Regions from separate parts of the Gossypium hirsutum genome. Here region 1 is linked to region 2. Evidence: chromatin contacts called from public Hi-C data. All regions are on one chromosome and are shown on one strand. Each heading gives the region's core, a stretch centred on a gene start, on an enhancer-like site or on the middle of the called end of the contact. The rest is flanking DNA. Distances are from core to core; before and after follow the strand shown. Region 1 holds the start of LOC107904840. Region 2 holds the start of LOC107904829.

Region 1 (5,586 bases), core at 2,515-5,014, 130 kb before region 2:
CTGCAAAATTTTGTTAGACAAATGCAGATGTAACTGTGTTAACGTCTTTCAATCCCTACGCTTCTTATCTTCCTCATTCAATGTTGAAGGCATCTTATCTACCCCTAACAGAGCTTCCTCTAAGTCTATCTGTGCAAGAATTGCTTGTATCTTTATCTGCCACAACGCGAATCTGGTGTTGTGGTCCAACAACAAAATTTCACACTTCAAAGACGTCATTATCATGATTGAGATGAACAACTCGAAAGCTCTGATACCAATTTAAAAAAAATAGAACGTCGGTAATGACAATGTATCGTAAAGAAAAAAAGAGAAAAATAAAGAACACACAGATTTTACGTGAAAATTTTTTCGAGAAAAAAAATCATGGGAAGAGGAGAAGATAATTCACTATGTCGAATTCGAATGAATTACAAGAAGAGTAGACTATGTGTATTTATAGGCTTGTAAAACCATATTCTAATAGGAGTGTAGTAAGATTGAAACACCTTATTCTAACCAATATAAAATAGATGGAGCTGAATAAGGTTTAAAAAACTTTATTCTAAAATAAAATAAAAGAAGTGTAGTTTTATATGGATTTTACTTTTATTTTATTTTACTAATGTATTTTATTTAAATAAGGATTTGAGTCACTTAATTTTAACAACATTCATAGAGCATATATATCAAATCGTTTCTTAAAATTACCTTCTTAGAACATATTAAAGATTTTAGGGTCAAGAAGTGAGAAACTTGAAATATTGGTACTTAAAATTACATTCTTGCTTAGAGAGCACAGAGGGACTAGCTCCGATGGATGCTTTCGTAAGCCAAAAAAAAGTTACATTCTTGCTGCAGACAAATTCATAGAGGTTTGGGTCATACTGGAAAAGCTTCTTCCTCAACCACTGCCCTTACCAAAGCGAAGTAGACCGCTGCACCTCCCGAAATAGAGAAGAAGGGAAAAAAAAAAGAGGCCAATATATAATCACTGTGGAATCCCAGGTTATACTAGGCCTAGATGCTAAAAATTGTTTAGACAAAGTAGAAATGTTGAGCAACATCAAGGTCTCATCAAGTATTGAGAATTAGAAGTGATCATGGTAACGAATTTGAAAATGGTGATTTTGCCAACTTTTGTGATCAAGCAAGAATTGCACATTAATTTTTTGCCCCTAAGACTCCTTTAACAGAATGGAGTGTTCAAATGCAAGAACGAAACTTTACCAGAATCATATTAAACTCTACAGTTTTAACCCATTGATTGTGGGCAGAGCCAATGAACACAATCTAAGTTGTGCGAAAATCATTAGCCAAGGTATAGGGTCTTCTACGAGAAAGTACAAAATGGTGAATTGGAGATGGTAATAAAGATTCTGGCTGGACTCATGGGTGGCTGATTTAGGCCCTTCAAAGGATCACTGGTCGTGGTCACTCACAAGTAGAAAATGATGGCTTAGTGAACGATAGGATTGATGAAAGGGGTAATTGGAAGTGGCGGCTCTTAGCGGATCAGCTACTGAATAATCTTGCTGGCCTTGACGTTTGTATATGGAAATGGTCTAAAACCGGTTAATTCTCGATGTCGGATGCGTACAAATTTCTAGCGCAAGGGGAATGGAATGGGCGAAACTCGATTCGGACAATTGCATGGAATTTCAAGGGCCCCCAACGGAACGTTTACGACAAATCCGGAACATTGCCCAAGGGGCCTTACGGATGATGCAGGTTGTAGAGCAGGCCCTTGAATGGCTGATATTTTCATATATGAGGACATTTACAAATTATTTCAATTTAATTTTTAGTGAAGAATCCAAAAATGAGATAGATAAATTAGTTAGGTTAGATTCTGTGACGATTGGTGAAACAAATGGCTTTTTCATATCATTATATGGCAAAGAAAAAGCAGCTAAGTTCTCTTTCTTGGCCATGCTTAGATTTCCTGTATCAGTAAAACTAGAGATCTTGGAACAGAAAATATGGTTGATTATATCGAAAAGAGAAGCTAAATTTCTGCCTGAAACTTGCAAGGTTAATAGCTTTTGTTTCCTAATTTACCAAGATCATCAGCAATGATGATGCATGCTTTGATAAACGATGAGGGTCCTTCAGTTATGTCCTTTTAGCAAATTAGGTGTAATAGAAGAAAAAATTATACTTTCTCTTTGCAAACAGCTCAGTACTTTTTTCCTATATCAAGTTAAGGTTTGGAAATCCTAACCATTCTATATTTTCTTATAGTAATATACCATTTTCTGATATATGGCTTCATTTTTATTTTCTGCTTCAATGGCGGGACTGTGTATTTGTGGTTCATCTGCTTGATATTGAGTTGAGATTTTTATGTTGGCACGGTTCAGTCAGATCAAATCTCTCGGTGGCTGAGTCGTTTAGTCTGATTGAGCCGTGCCAATATCACCTTGACTCGCCATATCTGATATTATCACCAATATCTTATACCTATTTTCGGTCTCCCTTCAATCTGGTTGAATTACCATTCAAATGATGTAGTGTAGTAGATGGCAGATAAGGTGAGCACCGTGCATATATCAGCTTTCAACTTTTCTGAGGATTCAACTAGAAAAGATTAAATTGGAATGGAAATATAATGAAAATGAGTTATTTTTCTGAAAAAGAAATAATTATCCGCAACTCTTTTTTAACACTGAAATGCGGGTAAATTTTAATGTTCATTTCATAGGCTCAATCTTAAGATCTCTCTTTGTACTCGTACAAGAATCTAATAAATAAGGAGGAAAGACATCAGAGAGGGTTTAAATAAAATAAGACTACTCGAGTGAGTTGATGAGCGACCAAATAGCACTTCGATGAATCCAATGAAAGGATATATTTTAAAATTGAGATTTCAAAAATTTACAACCATTAATTAAGACTCTAAATTTCTACAGGTTCGGTAATTAAGACTGAAAAACATTAAAAACTTGTAATCACTTAGTTCTCACCGTAACATTATCTGTGATTACATAAAAAAGTTAATATTCTTACAATAGGAAAGGATAAAATAAAATTGGATTAAAAGTTCCCTAAGAAAAATGTTGTTTGATAAATTAAAAAATTAAAAGTGATTTAAATACAAAATTTCTAGTGCAGAATTTAGAAATGCTTAATTTATATTGTAAAACTATTTTCTATGTTAATAAAAATTGGGTATATATTTTATAAAATTTATTTATTTTATAATTTTAATCTTATTACTGTAATACTTATATTATTTTGAATAATTTTGGATAAAAATTGAATATAACATTCGAAGTTATTTTGTCCTATTCTTATACTCTATACATTTGAAATTTATATTTCTTACTTTTTATTTTTAGGAACTTAATCGTTCTGTTTTTCAGATTAAAAAATGTAAGTCCAATTGTTAATATTGTTAAAAGTTTTCTATGAAATTCATGTCCATTATAACATCATTTTATTGTTTACATGGTTGCCAAATGAGTACTTTTTAAAATTTTAAAATGTTACACCAACAAAATTAATAGAATGATTTTAATGGTGTTAATAATTGGACCCTTAATATATATGGAGCGACTTTAAAACTTGTGACCAACATCTACCCCTTAATGAGTTTACAGAATGCGGAGGATAACTTACTGGCTCGCTCCGGTAGATATCTTGAGAAATAAATAATAATAATTGGACCCAAATTTGTAAATTCAAGAAATAGAGGGACTGAATTTTTAGAAATTTTCAAGTAAACATAATGGATCTGAAATTCTACAAAGGCTTAAAGCCCAATAAAGTAATAATATGGGCTGAGATTCAAAAGATTAATAGAGCCCGCTTACTCGAATCCCTGATTGTAAGAGGAAAAAAGGGAATCCCCAATTTAAAACCCTTTCAACTGAATTCACTTAACTAGCTCTTCCATTGTTGGTCTTCGAAGTTAAAGTCGAATTTTTTCGCTGTAAAACGAAGTTTGAGTTTGAAAATGGCATTAACCAACTTCATATTAACAGTAGCAGGTGTTAGCGCGGTGGTTCTTTTATTGCGAAGCGACGTTAAACAATCGGCTGCGATCTTTAGGCGCAACGTTAAACATATAAGGAACTGGCTTGAAGAAGAATCTTCTGCTGCTTCCAAGTAAGCGTTATCTCGACTTCACTTATTTGTTTTGTTTTTCAATTAACTTCTTTTTAAAGCTCACAGTAGGTTTTCTTGTGGAATCAGTATGAAGTATGGGGTTTTGTACTGTTGAATGTTGGATGATTATAAGAAAGAAGCTTTTTATTAGAATATTTATGGGTCTCTGGAATTATTGGTTTTTAAGCTCCCAAAAGTGAGTCAATTTGAAGGTTTCTCTTTATAAAGAATTAGATCCTTGATGTTGCTAGGAAAATAATAAGATATAAAAGTGATATGATATTGGAACTGTGATTTTTTTTTCTCCTTATGTGTATTGCAGATGATATAGCATGGGAAAGAAACACTTAGAATTGTAACTGTTGAGGGAGGTTGGACTCGCTATTTGGAAAAGTTTTGAAGTGTTGTCCTTCAGGAGCCGACAGACCTCTCAATGGTGGGGTATTGTGTCCAGGGTGTCTATGCTTGGTTTTATCCCCAGGTTTTGTCTCTCAACTCTATGGAGAGCCCCAATGGGTTCACGGGGTAAGAGCACCTTGCTCACCAATGAAATGTGAGTGGAACCATTCTTACCCACTAATGCCATATAAGGGCATGGGTTGAAACCCGCCAAGGTCAAATGCTTGCATTTCTTTGAGGGCGAGGTGCTCCCACTCCACGAACCCATTCGGGCTCTCTGCGGAGTTGCTAGACAAAACTTGGGGATAAAACTGTGCATAGACACCCCGGGCATACTTCCACCATTGAGCGGTCCGTCGGGAGCACTTTGAAGACTTCTCCAAAGAGTGAGTCCATCCTCCCCTCAACAGTAATCATATTGCCAGATTGGCTGAGGGGTCTTTGAAATTCATAATATCTTTAGAACTCTGCTATTGAGTTTCTTCTGCTTTTGTTTCACTTGGGTTTTCTTCGTATTTTCAAAGTTAAGATGCACTGCACGTTTTATCTCTGGATATGCTGAACTAAATTGCATAAGACCAAGTTCTGCTTATACGAGTGTTTATATGTGCACATGGATGGAAACTCGTAGCTTAACTTACTGGCACATACCTGTTATCTTTTCATGATTAAATTTGTCGAGCAAGTATGTAACTGCGTGGTTCTAAGAACATTACCTATCATCCTTAAATCTAGTTATGGGAGTGAGTTTTTCAAACAATATGATTGTCCATGAATCACTTAACCTGGAAACTTATTCTCATCTCTATTATGCTTCCCACTTGTTTATACTGCTCGTGTTATTTTTATGCTGGTTGTCTTCCAGGGCAGCGGAGAAGGCAAAGCCCAAGGAATTGGAGTCCAAGGTTCCTCCTAAGAAGGACTAGTTTCTTTATAGAGAGTTTGGGTTATTTATGATGATATACAGTTTACAATTTTGAATATCTGGGTTTTTATTTAGAATAAATCTTGATTAATGTCTGGGTATATCTTCACTTCAAAACAGCTTAATGTAGTCGTCTCACTTTTCTTTCGGTTTGTTTATAGACAGACTTCTTT
Region 2 (5,133 bases), core at 1,335-3,834:
GGGAAAAAAGGGTTTATGGCCGTTAAACTTGATATGACTGAGGCTTATGATAGGGTGGAGTGGAGTTTTATTGAAGAAATTATGATAATGATGGGATTTGATTCGGAATGGGTGAAGGCCATTATGAATTGCGTCTCTACCATTTCCTACTCAGTTGTTATTAATGGACATAAAGGGGACACATTTTCACCTAATAGAGGATTGAGACAAGGCGGCCCACTTAGTCCATTTTTATTTCTCTTTTGTGGCGAAGGTTTATCGAGCTTATTGAGACAGGTAGTAAAAAGAGGCACGTTAAATGGCGTAAAGGTTAGTAGAAGTGGGCCACAAATTTTTCATCTTTTATTCGCTGATGATTGTGTTTTGTTTGGTGAAGCAACAAGCAGAGGTGCAAGTATCTTCAAGGGCATTTTGGATGAATATAAATCTCAATCGGGACAGTGTAAATTTTGAAAAAATCATCTGTTTACTTTAGCAAAAATACTTCCGAATAGGATAGAAGACAAGTTAACTCGCTGGGGGTTTGAAGGTCGAATGAACCAGAGAGATATCTAGGATTGCCTAATATGGTGGGTCGAAGAAAGAGGGAAGCTTTCCAAAATCTGAAGGATAGGTTTAAAAAATGCATTGATAATTGGAGTATTAGATTTCTTTCACAATGAGGTAAAGAAGTTTTTAAAGTCATTTTACAGGCTACCCCTACCTATTCGATGGCATGCTTCTTATTTCCTAGAACACTTTGTGATGAACTGGAACATATTGTTGCCAAATTTTGGTGGCAGAAAGGGAAGGGAAAAATAGGAATCCATTGGTGCACTTGGAAGAATCTTTGTTTTTTGAAAGAAAATGGTGGAATTGGGTTTCGCAATTTCGGTCAGTTCAATATTGCATTATTAGCGAAACAAGGTTGGCGTCTCATTAATTTTCCAAATTCGCTTTTAGCCAGAACTTTAAAAGCAAAGTATTATATGGATTCTAGTTTCTTAACAGCGAAGCTGGGAAATTTACCTTCTTTTACCTGGAAGAGCATTTGGGCTGCTAAAGGTCTACTCCAAAAAGGGATGGAGAGTGGGCAGAGGAGATAGCATCTCTGTTTGGGACGATTGTTGGATTCAGGGGTTTGACAAAATCGACGTAAACAACAGAACAACCAGGAGGGAAATTAAGTTAGTTGCGGATCTTCTTGATCATTCAAACAGAAAATGGAACTTGGAGTTAATTCAGAATACCTTTCCTGAGGACATAGTTCGGAAAATCCTTGAAATTCCTCTTGCAGAGATTTGCGCATGATGATTTTCAGGCTTGGAAAGGGGAATTATCTGGTGAGTTCCCTGTTCGTAGTGCCTATAAACTATTACAAAATGCAAATATGGATCCTAGTGACTATTTATTACAAACCGAAACAAAGGATTTTTATAAAAAAACTATGGAGCCTTCAGCTACCATCTAAAATTACGTTTACAATCTGGCGGATCTCTTGGGACTTTATTCCAAACTTTGTTAATCTCAGTATAAGGAGAGTGGTTTCAAACGACAGATGTCCCCGGTGCAGCTCTGAGGTCGAAGACAGCCTCCACATCTTTCGAGATTGCCCTATAACAGCAGAAGTTTGGCATTTGTTAAATTTCGCATGGGTTATGAACAATAGGAGCCATACTATGTGGGAGTGGTTAACCTGGGTTTTCAAGAGGGGAAACAATGACCAATGCTTTTCCTTTTGCTATGCGCTATGGTGGATATGGTTTTCTAGAAATCAACTTATTCATGAGAGAAATATCATTCCAGGAAGGGCCTTAGTACTTAACATACAAAGATATGAGTTAGAACAGAAAGGATTAAAAGTCTTAAAAACTAATGAGGTCACATGCAGAAGCTATAGAGTACAAGAGCTTACACCGACAGCCAGGATCCATTTTGATGCAGCGTACGACAGTAATACCTCCAGTTCAGTGTCCGGCCTTGTAGGTTGGGACTCGAGGGGAGTCTTAATAGCGTTAAAAATAGTTATTCACAGAAATGTTTCTTCTCCTTTCGCAGCAGAGGCTCATGCATGTTTAGAAGGAGTAAAGTTAGGGATTTCATTACGAATCCATTCAGTGAAACTTATGGGGGATTCAAAAACTGTAATAAAGAAATGTCAAGAGACTTCCACAGACAAATCAGTTATTGGAGTCATCATCAGAGATATTCAACAGAAGAAATCTGACTTTCAAGATCTTATTTTCCAGTATATTAACAGGTCAGAAAACTTAGATGCTCACAGAATAGCAAAGATCGCATTCGAGAAAGGAGAGACGATTTACCTGAGGGGTGAGGAACTAGATAGTCAGAATCTGGCTTCGGTAGGATATCGGTCAAGAAATCCAGATTGAGGAACTGCTTCAGAGGAAATGTGACCGAAATAGACAGCAGAGTGAAGATTGAATGCCTAGGGGACTGCTATTAATTAAACGTTAGGAGCTTTGGAAATAACAAATCGTCAGACGTTATTGGTTGCCAGCTGCTCATTGATTTGACTGGGTTAGGTTTTTTAATTTGCTTTATTTTCTTTTATTGATTTTATGTTTCTTTTGTAGGACAGAAGTCTGATAGTTTTTTTAGAAGTTTTTATTGTTGTTTTCTGGTTTCTTTGTTTGGGCCACTTTTTGGGCTGTCTGTTTTCAGTTTATTTATTAATAAAACCCCAGTCTTTGCTTCAAAAAAAATATTCCAGTGAGAAATCTTAGACAACAGCTGAAGAATCCTCCTTATCAGAGTCGAATTGGTCCCTCCTGTAAAACTCTCTTGGATGGCCATCACCACTTCAAGACTATCAATTTGAATCATCACATTATCCAAACCACGATCAAATAAGGTTTTTAAACCATCTAATATGCCCCACAATTAGACCTCAAATATTGAATAGCTTCCCAGAAACATGTAATCACAATGAAGAGCACAACTTAAAATAAAATTTCGAAATATAAAATTACTTTATGAAATTTCTTGAAAGCTATCAAATAACAAAAGTGTTAGAGTTGTGTGACCCAAATTCTAAGAGATTGCTTGCAAGTCAAGTTAAACAAAAATATATTTTCTTTGTAGAAGATTTAGTATTTATTAGTATAATATATTTAGCATTTATTAGCATAGTTTATTTGACTTACTAATTTAGCCTATAAATAGGCTCTTTTACAATATTAGAAAAATACACCCATTAGATTAGAACTCATAACACATTTAGAGAATTTTGTGTTTACATTTTGAGGTTCTTTGTTTTCGGGTTTTCGGAGTTTAGTTTTTTATCTCCATCTTTTGTACTCTTCGTTCTTTTGCCATTATAGTAAAATTATTTTTGCCCGTGGTTTTTTATCCTCTTTGGAAAGGTTTTTCCACGTTAAATTTGTGTGTTCAACTTCTCAATTTCTTCTATTATTTTTTACTTATTCGTTGCTTAATCGGGATGATCCTAACAAAAAGAAATGGAAGGTTCAAGTTGGAATTTGTTAATTGAATTTGTCAAAGGCTATGATAAAAGAAAAGGGCTAATCCCACGCAACAAATTCCATAAATTATCTAACAAGTTATTAAAAAAGATGCAATACCTTTCTTAATATGTTATTATGTTGTAAGAAAAGGTTTAACAATGTACTTACACAGCTAATTTTCATACCTCAAATATCAGTAATTTGTATCGATGCACTAAGGAAGAATTATTTTATAGTAAATATTTAAGTTCTAATTATCTTATCGATTATGTGTAGAAAATGAACTCTTAATCTATCTTATTCTTAAAAAAAAAAAGTTGACTTAAATGTGGATTTTTATGGTTGAAAAATATTTTTAAAATTAAATTAAAAGAAATTTTATTGTGCGCTACAAATTGTTACTGAAGTGTTAGCAATTAAAATTTTCGTAAACATTAGAAATATTAATAGTAAATGTCACACAAAAACAACACACATCAAGTATTTGAGTAAATGCTCTAAAATAAATATTTTATTTTTTTAAAATCACTTTCTAATAGCCACCTAAAATTTTAAAATAAAAAAGACTTTTCAATAACATTTTCCATATAAAATGCAACAGTCGGGGGTATTTAATTAATTAAACTCGACAATCACATGCCCAATTTTTATTTTCAATCATTAATAAGAGGTTGGTGGCTTTATCCCTTTTTTCCTCTGTAAATTTTAATATTATTATTTTAAATCAAAAACAAAGAAATATGATTAAAAAATCACCATGTATCATGTCATTCGTTTCTTCACATGTACACAAAAGATTGGTATTTAGTTTTCCATATTTTTCATCATTTGAGAGTGACAGATAAGAAATAAATTAATATATTTTATGGGCTAATTTTATTATAAAAAAAAATTGTTTGACTAATCCAACCTTCCATCTTTGAAATTGATTTCCATTTGGCATATCTACCAAATATAGATTTTGATCTTGTAATTAATTATGTCTTTATGGGTTAAGATTTTCCTATGATTTCTTTCTGTTTTTTTAATCTTTCAAATGTAGCTTAAATCCTTGTATTATCACCAACATATCTTTAGACTTAATTGTCTTGATTTGGCCATTAGGGAAGGATCAAAACAAAACCCTTGAGGATGCAAATGGAACAATTGAAAGGTTAAGGACTAAAGTAGAATTAAGATTTAAAAAATTGGAAATCATGGTTATGGACAAACTTTACATTAATTCTAAAAAACACACATGGATTCTGGTTTAATACGTAATACGATATTGAACTTTGATATGACATAATTCTATATGAAATTTTGATTTTAATTCCATTGTATAAATGAAATTTTAGTGATACATTTAAAAATAAATAAATTTAATTATTTTAATTTATATATGGTAAATATAATTATTTGCGTATGTAATCTATATTTTAGAATGTGTTTGACTGAATTGGTGTTGCCTATTAACCTGATCTCAACTCAATTATAAAATTACTTAAAAACTAATTGCTTTTACGGAATAAAAAAATTTGTTTTGAGGGTATTTATGTCTTTTTATTTTTTGATAAATCTAAAAAAAAATACACATGATGAGAATTATGAGATTTGAACAAAAAAACATCATACTAGCTCGACTTTATCATATCAACTAAAACCAAATTTAGTTTTATATTTTTTT

Evidence for each region. Hi-C and Micro-C count contacts between places; a contact is called where the count stands out from the background.
Region 1: a Hi-C map of leaf shows a contact between it and region 2, with 1.9 times the contacts expected there. The contact joins the promoter of LOC107904840 here to the promoter of LOC107904829 in region 2. A contact is called at or near these places in 2 of 34 Hi-C or Micro-C datasets (leaf and petal).

What each region holds. Positions count from the first base shown.
Region 1 is chrD07:58,933,423-58,939,008 of Gossypium_hirsutum_v2.1, reverse strand. LOC107904840 reads left to right here and starts at 3,764. Exons shown (of 2, transcript XM_016831345.2): 1 at 3,764-4,089; 2 at 5,354-5,586. The coding sequence starts at 3,938. The coding sequence ends at 5,414.
Region 2 is chrD07:58,798,660-58,803,792 of Gossypium_hirsutum_v2.1, reverse strand. It overlaps LOC107904829, which reads right to left and starts at 2,584. Exons shown (of 5, transcript XM_016831332.2): 1 at 1,895-2,584; 2 at 1,457-1,593; 3 at 1,230-1,331; 4 at 1,019-1,090. The coding sequence starts at 1,913.